Regions from separate parts of the Sus scrofa genome. Here all the other regions are linked to region 2. The links are chromatin contacts, called in public Hi-C maps. All regions are on one chromosome and are shown on one strand. The core of a region is the stretch at or near the end of the contact, and the rest is flanking DNA. Distances in the headings are between cores, read along the strand shown.

Region 1 (4,238 bases), core at 551-3,050, 980 kb after region 2:
TTCTACAAGTGCTCTGGCGATATGAGAGCTGCTCAAGTGAGAAATTCCAGTCTGAAAAGGTAAAGCACATTATACTGTGGTTTATTAGTGGGGAGAATTTGAGCACAGTAAACAGTCTGATTTTCAGCTGCCCCAGGAGCCTATCCAAATGATGAGCATGTTCACAGATGCGGGGATTCGTGCAGGTCTCCGATTATCTGATGTCAAAGGCCTATTGCAAAGGCCAGCAGGTAACATAACATCGATGGGCAAAAGGTTTCAAGGAAGATCCACTGTCAACACAGTGATAAATTAAAACTGATACCTGCTTCAGTGTTGCGATTAAGAGGGAGTCGACAGAACTATAATGCAGTGTGGTGTACACTTCGCAACCAGAGGATGGCTTGGCACTAGTCAGTTGTTGCTTTGAAGTACTGTAGATCTTGTGTATTCTGATCTTTAAAAAGAAGCTGGAAGTCTAAGGGGGTGGGGGGGTGATGGTGGTTTTTTGGGTTTTTTTTTTTTTTTTTTTTTTTTTTGGCCATGCCTGCAGCACATGTAAATTCCTGGGCCAGGGATTGACATATCAGTGACTGAGCCACAGCAGTGAAAACGCTAGAAACCTGCTAGGCCACCAGGGAACTCCCTGGAAGGCTAGTTTTTAACATATTTCCAATTTAAAATGTTACCAGCTAATTTATCTTAAACATTGCACAAACTAGATACCTATGCAAGCTAAGATCTGGTCCGTGAGCCACCAGTTTGCTACTCCTGGGCTATCGTTTCTATGTCTATTTGCCTGCTGTTGTCTGTGAGCTCCAGGACCCTAGAACCCTATAAAAGGAATACACATATTCATAGAAGGGCAGTTGGAAAAAGAACACATGCTCAGGAGTTCCTGTCGTGGCTCAGTGGAAATGAATCTGACTAGTATCCATGAGGATGCAGGTTCGATCCCTGGCCTTGCTCAGTGAGTTAAAGATCCAGTGTTGCCATGAGCTGTGATATATAGGTCACAGATGTGGCTACGATCTGGTGTAGCTGTGGTATAGGCCAGCAGCTACAACTCAGATTTGACCCCTAGCCTGGGAACCTCCATATGCCACGAGTGTGGCTCTGAAAAAACAAGAAAACAAAAACAAACAAACATGCTCAAACTTGAAAGATGAGGGCTAAAAGTATCACCCAGCAAATTAGTGCATGTGAAATTCATTCATTTCTCACTCTCTATTGCATACTCCTCATACAGGCCAGGGACTGTTGTAGCATGAGGTAAGAAGCATACAATAATGAACAAACCTCATTTCTGCTGCTCTCCTGAAGTTTATATTCTAATAAGTAAGAGAGTCAAATGACAAGATCATTTCAAGTGGTAGACGTTATGAGTAAGTTGGTCCTAGCTAAGAAATAGTACCTGATGGGGGCAGGGGTGTCAATAGGACAGGGTGTGGAAGAAGGCCCTTCTGGAGTGAATTTAGAGAGGGGACCTCAGTGATGAAGACTGTCACATAAGGAGAAACACTCCCAAGCAAGGAGGACAGGAAATGAAAAGACTCAGGAAGAGATGTGTACATTTGAGGAAGAGAGGTTGGTTGATGAAAAAGGCTGGCAAGGATCAGATCATATACAGGTAGTTAGAGGTTTGTGTTTTATGTGAAATGAGAAAACTTTTGAAACTTTATATATATTAGAGCAACATGTGATTAGTGTTTTAAATAGATCGGTAGCTACTGTTTGAAGGATTGTGGCCAAGATGTACAGATAGAAATGCTACTACACATGCTATTGTGATGTTAGTTGATATAGAGGAAAGGAATTTGATGACATGTAAGCAGGCAGGGTAGGAATTTCCTGTCCTTAGAACTGGGTTAGAACTACTGACTAGAGGTGGCAAAAGCTGGAAGGGTCAGGACAGAAAGAGCCTAATGTTGATTTCATGCTTTAATTATGAAAATCCTGTACTGATCCTGATTCAGATCTAATCTCAGGTAGCATTCTGAAACGTGCATTTTGAATTATGTTCATGGGAAATATAGAATTCAAACTTTTCTTAAGTAGTTGGCTGCTTTCTATTATGAATTGTTTGGATTGCAGGGGTAAAAACAGAACCCCCTTATATCTAACACATATACACAATGCTATGAGGTAAGGGCCATTTTGCAGATAAGAGATTGTAACTTGCCAGCTCACCTTAGTAGAGGAATGTTTTGAATGCAGAGCTGACATGGTAGCCCATGTTTCTTTCATTCCAGAAATGAACAGGTCAAAGGGTTACAAAGTCGCAGTTCCCATCGTGGCTCAGTGGTTAATGAATCTGACTAGCATCCATGAGGACACAGGTTCAATCGCAGGCCTCGCTCAGTGGGTTAAGGACCCAGCATTGCCATGAGCTGTGGAGTAGGTCGCAGACACGAATTGGATCTCGCATTGCTGTGGTTGTGGCGTAGGGCAGCGGCTACATCTCCGATTGGACCCCTAGCCTGGGAACCTCCATATGCCGCGGGAGCGTCCCTAAAAAGAAAACAAAACAAAGGGTTACAAAGTCAAACTGTGACTTCTAGCTACAGGAGTGCCTACTCTAGGGAACACGAGGGGATCGAGGCCCCATAGTGAAAGCTGCTCTCCTTCCAGTTTTTCCAGAAGGGGAGGTGATAGTTTTCCTTATCAAACCCCATTCTCTGTCTCTCCATGTAACCCAAGCTCCTAGTGTACCTATTCTTTTAACATGATTTCTTAAAAATCAAGTCTTAATTTTCAATAATTATCTATTATGGTCCATGGTAAGTTAAGAAATGGCTCTTATGACAATGAATAATTGTTACTATTATCTTGTTTTTGGAAAATTTCATGAAAAAAACTTTAAATTCTTAAAGAAGGTTTTTGATGCAAGTTGTGGTCAGTAATAATGAGGTTACTAACTGATGGCATCAGTGGCAACATTTAAAGCTATAAAACAAAATTAAGAACTTCAGTAAAGAAGTAAGTTACTTTTAAGGTCACTGTTTTAAAATGGAAAGGTGATTAAGAATTTTACTGGGTGCTCTTTCTTTAGGGTTTAGATACCGTAACATGAAAGGACTTGTATTGAGAATCAAGATCATTATAGGACAATACCAAACAGCTTGTCTGCAGATTTACAGCTGTAGTGGGAACAAAGAGAGAAAACACAGACACAATTGGGGCACCTAGAGACAAGGCTGTTGAGGTACAGGCAGTAATGTATTAAGGATCAGGGACTTGGTGAGATACCTGGTGAATAAGGCAGCAATCAGTCTAGTACATTTCTGAATAAGAGTCTGGGACCCCAAGACCTCTGAACTTCAAATCAGCAAAAAAAAATTTTAAGTTATCAAACCTGAATCTAATCAAGCCTAGAGCTCGATGGGGAGCAGAAAAAATGTGTTCAGGGATACCATACAGTTAGATCAGCCAACCCAGAATATGAAAAATTCCAAGACAAATGACCCAACTTCTTTACATTTTAAGGGGGGAAAAAAAAAGACAGTCTGCGTCATTAAAAACCAAATATGGACCTTGTTTAAGCAAGCCAATCATAAAAATCTTGTAGACAGTAAGGGCAATCTTAGTACTAAGTTAGGCATTACTATTACTTTTGAGTATAACAAAAGTATTGCAGATATGTTTTATTTATTTATTTATTTATTGTCTTTTCTGGGGCCACTCCCGCAGCATATGGAGGTTCCCAGGGTAGGGGTCTCATCAGAGCTGTAGCCTCTGGCCTACGAGAGCCACAGCAACTCGGGATCCAAGCCACGCCCGCAACCTACACCACAGCTCAAGGCAATGCCAGATCCTTAACCCACTGAGCAAGGCCAGGGATCGAACCTGCAACCTCATGGTTCCTAGTCACTGAGCCACGATGGGAATTTCGCAGATATGTTTTAAAAGTCCTTACCTTTTGGACTGAAATACTTAGGGATGAAATCATTTGTGTGGGATATTTTTCCAAGAATGGGTGGTGGAATGGTCAGTTGGTAGAGATATTATCAAGGTTAGCTGAACTAGAATTGATCACGATTTTGGAGTGGAGATCTGTACTCACTTGACATTCCTGTAATAAAAACCTGAAAATTAAGTTTTTAAATATGGGTTGAGCAGTATGAGGTTGTCTAGCTCTTGACAAGAACCTACAAAACTGATTCTGGTGATTGCACCAGACAGGTGGGATGAAAGGAATAAAAGGTATCATTGCAGAGCAACCTCTCACATACAAACCTCACCTCACATGCAGGTATAAC
Region 2 (4,241 bases), core at 859-3,358:
TGAAGTGATTTTATCACTTGAAATCATAAAATGGTTTTTTAAACATTGCCAAATTGAATAGATTGTGTATTTAGGTTCTATTTATACTGGGTGTTTTTAAACAAAAAAGTGCATATAGTAATAATACTATAGCTGTTTATTTTTGTGCAATATGTAAATCTATTTCTTCCAATTTTAGGTCTATCAAGTATGCAATCAATCAGCTAATAATTTTTACCACCTGCTACATGCAAAACATTGTGCTAGACACTAATAAGGCTAACTAGGTCTCCAAACAAAACCTCCCAGGAGTTCCCCTTCGTGTCTCAGAGGAAACAAATCTGACTGGTATCCATAAGGATGCGGATTAGATCCCTGGCCTCCCCCCGCGCGTGGGTCTGCGATGCAGCGATCTAGCGTTGCCATGAATTGTGGTGTAGTTTGCAGCGGGGCTTGGATCCCCACATTTCTGTGGCTGTGGTGTAGGCTAGCAGCTGTAGCTCTGATTTGACCCCTAGCTTGTGAACTTCCACATGCTGCAGGTGCGGCCCTAAAAAGCAAACAAAACAAAACAAAACAAAACCAAAACCAAAAACCAAAAAAAACGCAAAACCTCCCATCAACTGCCTTCAATCATATCCCTCCTGACCATCCTGAGAAGATGGTTGTCTTATTTTCATTGAACATTCAACTGAGTCTTCAGCAATTCAGAATCAGATGTTATTAAGACGTGGAGTCTTTTACTTAAAAAGGATAAGGTGGCCACTAATATCCCTTGTAGACATGTGGTGTCTGTGAAGTTTCTTCAGATCAACCTTGTTGGTGACTCAAATTGAAGCTGTTTGCCAGACAGCATCTTGCACCTTTGGGTTAAAAAACGTACGGGTTGATCTTGGAACAGCCTGGAAGTCTGCTTACTTTGCTGGCTCCGAATTAATAAAACAACTCTTTATCTCCCTTATTTGATTAGCTGCTTCAAACTTAACCAAAAGAAGCTAAAATCCCCTCTGACACTGGTTTAAGATAGAAATAAGACCAGAAAAACAAGGCTACACGGTCTACAAAATCAGTTATGGGATTCACAAAACTTAGGTGCCCTGAACTTAATAACCCATTGCAGAAGAATTATATTCATGTAGTTTGGAAAACTGCTTTTAATATTTAAGTCTAGATGTGGTTTATTCAGTAGGATTTGAAAACAGAACTCATACTGTGCTATCCTATGTGGTAGCCACTAGTCACATGTGGCTATATGTTAAAGTTAATTGACATTAAGTTAAATTAAAATTAAAATTCAGTTCCTTAGGTGGCATTAGCCTCAGTCAACTACTTAATATACATATGAGGATAATGGCTACTGTACTGGATGGTGAACATACAGAACATCTCCATCATCCAACAGGGTAGCCTTCCATTAAAATATCAACTCCAGGCAGGAATCTCAAATTCAAAATCCTTAAGATTGACTTTGCTTTTATGGATTTTTTTCCAGGGTCTCAAAATAACTATGTCATTAAAAAATTTTTTTTTTTTTACATAATTGCCTACCTTGAGACAAGTCAGGTCATGGGGGCTCTGGTTAACCATCATGTCAACCTCATGGGGGAGAGTATAGGAATAATGAATAATAAGTATCAAATTACTATCCGGCAGTGGGGTTGATTTAGTAACTTGTAAATAGAACTCTGTTATGGGGAAGGTGTCAGAATGTGCCTCACCAAAAGGCATTTTGATTTATGCTACCTTATGTATCCAGATATTTTTCAAGTCAATGAGAAAGATTATTTGGCCCTGGTGATTAAATTACTACGATGAGCAGATTTCTGGCACCAGCTGAACCCTAAAATTAGGAAAAGAGAAACATGAACTTCTTTATTCTTGTCAGTTCAAACCCAGCCATGACTTTTTGCTGAGTGTAGACATTTAGATGAAGAAGTACTTTTAAATCAGCTTTATCTTGTTATTTCATTACCCTTTTGCAGCAATGACAACCATCGTACAGAATTAATAAATCAAGACTAAACATTGCATGGATGTCAGAGTACAAAGACGCATTTACTCTGCACACAGCCTTATGATCTACAAGGTGATTCATCACTTGTTATCCTGGCCTCCCAGGATGACTGAGGGGCTGGATGACGCATACTAATGTACAAAAGTCAGTGCTGGGCCGCTTGCCTGCAATGTCCCACATATTCTCCTTCTTAGGTCTAACTGATTCTTAACCCATTGGCTGTGGGGAGGACTGCCTTTCAGAATCAGTTATCTAAATATGGTGAATTAATCTGGGAAACTGGTGAAATATGAAGTATGGCTTCCTCTAGCCCTGCTTTGTTTGCTGACATTTTGCCGAACACTAGAGTTTCGACGAGACCAGATAAGAAAGACCGGACACATAAAGATGAGTGCCCCAGAAAAGAGCATTAGACTTTTCAGATATAGTTCCCATTGTGGCGCAGTGGAAATGAATCCAACTAGGAACCATGAGGTTGCGGGTTCAATCCCTGGCCTTGCTCAGTGGGTTAAGGATCCAGCGTTGCTGTGAGCTGTGGTGTGGGTTGCAGATGCGGCTTGGATCTGGTGTTGCGGTAGCTGTGGTATAGGCCGGTGGCTACAGCTCTGATTTGACCCCTAGCCTGGGAATCTCCATATGCCACACAGGAGTGGCTCTAAAAAGCAAAAAAAAAAAAAAAAAAAAAAAAAAAGATACAGTGTCCCATTCGATCCTCACACCATTCTGTATATAAGCAGGGATTTTTGGGGGTCACAAATGAGGTGCTCTCTTGAGAACTGATCACTTTCCACCTGTGTTCCTCCCCATGTGCCTCTGTTTGTAATTATTTATATACATGACCAGCTCTCTCACTACATTTGAAGGTATCTGGAGAGGGGCCCATGTGCCCCTTGTTTTCCTGGCATCTAGCATGATGCCTGGTCTATGGGTTGTTCAGTTGCTCAGAAGAAGAAAGGTGAATGTAACACAAAAGTTCTGTAAGCTGGGCTGTGAGCACAGACAGATGGGCGGGTTAGCTAGTGCCTGGTGGACACAGATGTGTGTACTGTGAGGTCAGCAGTATGTGCAGATTACGAGCCTGCACCAAAGGTCTTGTTCTGTGTCATCCTGGAGATTCAACAGAAGGGAGAGGTGGAGCTTAGAAACACAGAATAGAAGGGATTGAGGAGGTAGCAATTGCCACAGTCAGTGGAACTGCGTGTTTCTCCTGAGTTCCTGCTCCTAATTAACAAAATCTTGCGTGAAGTTGACTCTATTAACAAACATCACAGCTCCTTCCACAGATCGTCTATGTTGCATTAAGCTTTCCTCTTCTGAGCAATTGTTTGGGTATATTTAATGTTTTCACTTGTATTAATCTTTAACATTACTCTTTTTTTTTTTTTTGTCAGGAGAGTAGAATTTATTGGTGGGTATAGGAGGGGTCAGTGCCAAGGTCCTAATGACTGCAGCACCCACCATTTGTCCAGGGGGCCACAATTAGGGATGTATTTGACCCCTCAGTCGTCTTTTCTGCCACCACATCCTCAAATTCTTCTGTATTAAACTTAGTAAATCCCCCACTTCCTGGAGATATAGATCTTCTGGTGGCCAGGAAACTTAAACATGGCCTTGTATAGAGCCTCAATCACATGCTCCTTGTTTTACAGCTTGGATGGATGTGATGACCTGGCCAATGTGAGACCTGGTCTCTGTTCCCTGGGGCTTTCCAAAGGTACCCCACATACCTGTCTGGAGCCTAGATTGAGGGCACCATGAGGTAAGACTGGGTGTTCACTGGAAAGGCCTGTCTCCAAGGCCCCTTAGGGCAACTTGCACAAGCAGCAGGCTGCATATACTACCAAGGAATCTGCTGTTGACAGCCATTGCACACCGGGTTCCCATGAGAAAAAGAGCACAGTTGGCTTAATTGGTAGCAGAGTAACTTTACTTTTAGATTTATGCTTTACTTCCCTTTTGTACTTCTGACCACTCCTTGTTTTAATTTCTAACACAAATCATCAATTCCCACTTTTAACACCATTTCAAATCTTGTTGAATTGGGGACTTGTTTACTGTGTTCTCATAAGGCCTTTCCTTCCCTTTGGATCTCAGAATGATTCCTGAAGGGGGTGGGGGTAAGGGATTCCTAGGTTTTGCTCTCGTGCAAAAGAAAGCATGTCGTGATGTTGGGAACTGAGGAGGGGCATTGCCCGGCTTCTGCCTGGAGTTTACCTCCCCTGTTTCTTCCCACATGTGGATGTTCAGT
Region 3 (4,004 bases), core at 1,148-3,647, 640 kb after region 2:
AATATAAAATTTCTTATTTCTATTTTAAGAGATTTACCAATAAAGGCAAATATCATAAATCTACAGTGAACAGCCTCAAAAGGCACAGTGAAAAATACCACAGTAGGTGAAAGAATTCAGCGACTCCAAAAACAAAGGTTCTTCGAGACTCAGATCTCCTTTATGTCCTGCTGTTTCAGTTTGGAGTCTAAAAGACTATCTATCTACTTTGTGTCTGACTTATTTTCCTGTCAGACAGGAACTGGAATTTGAACTTTGCTCTCTGAAAGCCAAAGGCCAACTAATTTAGGAGGAGACTCTCAAAATCAATGATGGTTTCTTCTAGTTTCATTAGTTTTGTCTAAAATGATTAAAGGATTTGATTCCCAGATAACCATGATCCTCGCTGCTATTTTTACAAATCACATTAATTTCTATACTTAATTCTGATCATTGGCATTCCTAAAGCAAGTCTGGATTCATGTAGCATTCCAACCCTGAGTTTCAACTTTTCAAGTTTCCAACAGAATCCTGTTGCTAGTGAGTGATGATACCTTTATTGTAGTAGCCCCAAGGTGTGGAAGTTGTTTCCTGTGGCCTAGACTCAGCCCAACCCCTCCACTTGTTGAAACATCTGCAAATACTTTGTTCATTTCAGAGGCATCTGACCACAGCTAGCCTCCCATCTGGATTGCTTCCTTTTTCCTGATTGCTCATGTAAGGCATCAATAATCTGGGAAGGCACTCAGCAAGAGAGAAACTGGGAGGGCCCCAGGATTAGAGGGAAGTGCTTGGAGGTTAGTTCTTTGGCTTGTCTCTTATACTTATTCATTAACTGATTCATTCAATCATCACCATTTATTGGGTGGTACTAGCAAAGCAAATATCAACCAGAAGCAGTTTCTGTCCTCAAACAGGAAATAATCCTGCATGCTATACTTATTATCTCAGATCAGGAATTATATTAACTAGTTTATAATAATTATATTTGCCAGGTGTCTTCTGTCTGTAAAGTTCTATAATTGCTTTAGTTCTTTGGTAGGTTTAAGATTTATGGAATATTTTCCTTAATCTCTTTGTTCCCCCACTTTGAAACTACATAAAATTGAAGGCAATACTCTCTAAAGGACTTTGTAAATAATAATCACTAATTAATTTAAGAAATACCACAGGAATCTTTATCTGATGAGTGAAATGATAAACTGAGTAATCATTCCTTCATATGCTGCATTTGCTTTAGGCTTATATGTTAAACTACAAAATATTTGCTTAACAGTTATAAGGAAGAGACTATATTTTAAAAGATATTAATGCTGCTGGGTTATTTTTTTGCCCTTATGTGATATTAATTCCACATCTTAAAAATACATCTATATTATGCACACATGTGCACATTTTAGTAAGTTAATTATAATCAAATCATACAAAGATCTAATTAACTCGTCCCAGGAGTTGTTGAGCAATAATTATACGTTCAAAGCACCAGCAGATTTAAGGTGTATACAGGGTGGGGCCCATCCACCCAGGATTTCAAAACCACATGGTTCTTCAGGTCCTGTTGAGGCTTATCTATTTGCACGTCTTCCTGCAGGAGTTTGGACTAATCAGGTCACTACATCTAGACTGCAGTCTCTATCACTGATTGTTTGCAACATGACATAACATCAATAGGCCACAGAGAAGTTAGCAACAGGGTAAAGGAAAACTGCTTTAATACCAAGGATATCGCCTGTTCAGCGTGTTCAGCGGGTCATATATTGTGTATCAAACCATCTGATATCAACTCCTACAAATGAGCTCAGCCAAAAGGTTCAACCATTTTGTCTGATGGTATCATGTTCTCCAGTCACAATGCAATAGTGAGTCAACCTGTTGTGAGCTGACAGTTCTTCCAGTTCGCTAAAATGGAAAAGGCAGGTTGCTGCTCCAGCATTGCTTCTGTTTTGCTGCAGAATATTTCATATGGCCTCATGCCCCAGCTAGTCTTCGTTGATCTAGATAGTAATTGGACATCTTGGAAGCAGACAGAGGTTGGTTCATTTCTCCTTCAGCCTTGGCTTCTCCCCATCCCCCAACGCTCCCTGTCTTGCAACTCATAACAGAGCAGTGCTATTAAATTCAACATGAAAACACACATCAAGGGGCAGATAGGACCTAGGTGCCTGACAACTCTGAAGAACAGTGAGCCCCTACCCTGAATAGTGCTTTGTTCAAATTATAAAAAAAAGACACCTTGGAGTTGTCATTGTGGCCCAGTGGGTTAAGAACCTGACACAGTGTCCGTGAGGATGTGGATTTGAACCCTGGCCTCACTCAGTGGGTTAAGAATCTGGTGTTACCGAAAGCTGTGGCGTAGATTGCAGATGTGACTTGGATCCAGTGTTGCCATGGCAGTGGTATAGGATTCGACCCCTAGCCCAGGAACTTCCATATGCTGCAGGTGCAGCTGTAAAAAGGAAACAAACAAACAAAAAAACACCTCTTCCTCAGGTGGATGGATGGCATATATCTTAGCATGTGAAACTGGGGCTGGAGTCCAAGAGTTCAATGCTTACCCACCTCCTCTGCCAGGCACTATTATGTGGCCAACAAACTGCACAAGTGTACAGCGTCTGGGCAGAAAGGGTATGAGAGCCTTCCAATGATGGCAGAAGACATTAAGAAACATGAGGGCAACTTTAATAAGGAGAATAATGGGAAACAGGGAGTAATGGGTAGTTTTGTCTTATGACTTTCTAAATAAAAGAAGCCTTCTGAATCAAGTCAAAATCACTTACCACTCTGTGGTGACTTCTTTTCCCTCTCAGGGGATCACTTCTAAAAGCTGAGACAAGGAGCAGTTTTTACATTTACACGGAGATGTATGTACTATATCACTATTCCTGAGGTGGTCTGCACTTAAATAGAGGCAAGAAAATTAAACATTAAGTAATCAGTTTTGTCTGATCACTGCTCTATCCCCAACACCTAGAACAATGCCTGACATACATTAAATGAAACTCTAATCCTAGACTGTCAGTCATTGAGCATCTGGAAATACACCAAGATGTTCTCTTGCTTTCAAGATTCCATAGATCAAATTAGTCATCAAAAACTACTTTTCTTTTAAGCACTTCATAGGCAATAGGTCTCAGCTTTCTTACAAAATACCATCACTATAAATACTACTCAAATACCAATTATTTAAAACTTCCATTGCACATCATGAGCTATTTGTCAACTGGCAATAAAACGCCTCTAAGCCAAATGTTTTTATGTAAGGATGCAGCTTTCCAAACTGTACTTGATACAGTACTTGATAGACAAACAAAAAAAAAATTGTGGCATAGTTGTATTTAAACATTATTTTATGCTTTTTAAATTTTATACATGGGTTGTCATAACAGTGTATTATTTATAATATTTGAATGTATCATCTTCCTCCAAAGATCTCAGAACACCTTTGGTGAGTAAGGAATAGTCCTCCACACCTCTGGTGAAGTAGGTATGCTGTAACATATTTCCATTATAGCTGGATCACATGTGAGTCAGTGGCAGGGCTGCATTATTTACTCATGAAAATTTCCTTCCCAGCTCTAACCATTAGAGTATTGCCTACACATTCATTCATTCACTCACTCATTCCTTCCTTCATTCAAAAATTCATTTGATGCAGTTTGCTAGCCACTTAGGCTCAAGTCCCTATTTCCTTACTGCATCATATGAATATTACAATCTGTTAAAAATTCTCATAATATTTAAAATTTAGAGCAGAGATTTTTCTGCACATGGTAATTAATCCTGTTTCATAGTGGCATACCTACTAGTGTGTCACATGCATACTAAGGAAATGACTGAAATACAAAAAAATTTAAAGATATACTTCTCATTCTTAAGTTATGGATGTTAATCACATGTCTCTAAGGCCTTTTTTTTTTTTAATATTTGCCTGGTGCGGCTAAATAGCTGTGTTTTCTGTGTCTAATTAGAAGTTTCCGCTGTGTATTACAGCTGAGTTGGTACAAGATGTTCAAGACCATGAAAAG

What was found. Hi-C and Micro-C count contacts between places; a contact is called where the count stands out from the background.
Region 1: a contact with region 2 is called in a Hi-C map of embryonic fibroblasts, with 2.1 times the contacts expected there. The contact joins two enhancer-like sites. A contact is called at or near these places in 25 of 47 Hi-C or Micro-C datasets (alveolar macrophages, blood, brain and 13 more) and 1 of 2 datasets of contacts at active chromatin or transcription factors (alveolar macrophages).
Region 3: a Hi-C map of embryonic fibroblasts shows a contact between it and region 2, with 2.5 times the contacts expected there. The contact joins the promoter of LEKR1 here to the enhancer-like site in region 2. A contact is called at or near these places in 2 of 5 promoter capture datasets (fetal liver and liver), 4 of 47 Hi-C or Micro-C datasets (adipocytes, alveolar macrophages, embryonic fibroblasts and 1 more) and 1 of 2 datasets of contacts at active chromatin or transcription factors (alveolar macrophages).

Annotation. Positions count from the first base shown.
Region 1 is chr13:96,980,956-96,985,193 of Sscrofa11.1, forward strand. It overlaps a transcript of CCNL1 not described here. Among named protein-coding and RNA genes, the nearest start is that of CCNL1, 21 kb to the right of the region's middle. Within about 2 kb of position 1,801, at least 1 of the 83 cell types and tissues checked has an H3K27ac peak or open chromatin away from gene starts, as enhancers often do. A contact at or near this core is called in embryonic fibroblasts, where this site is marked.
Region 2 is chr13:96,001,108-96,005,348 of Sscrofa11.1, forward strand. It overlaps a transcript of KCNAB1 not described here. Among named protein-coding and RNA genes, the nearest start is that of KCNAB1, 97 kb to the right of the region's middle. Within about 2 kb of position 2,109, at least 7 of the 83 cell types and tissues checked have an H3K27ac peak or open chromatin away from gene starts, as enhancers often do. A contact at or near this core is called in embryonic fibroblasts, where this site is marked.
Region 3 is chr13:96,638,665-96,642,668 of Sscrofa11.1, forward strand. LEKR1 (leucine-, glutamate- and lysine-rich protein 1) reads left to right here and starts at 2,398. Exons shown (of 14, transcript XM_021069706.1): 1 at 2,398-4,004.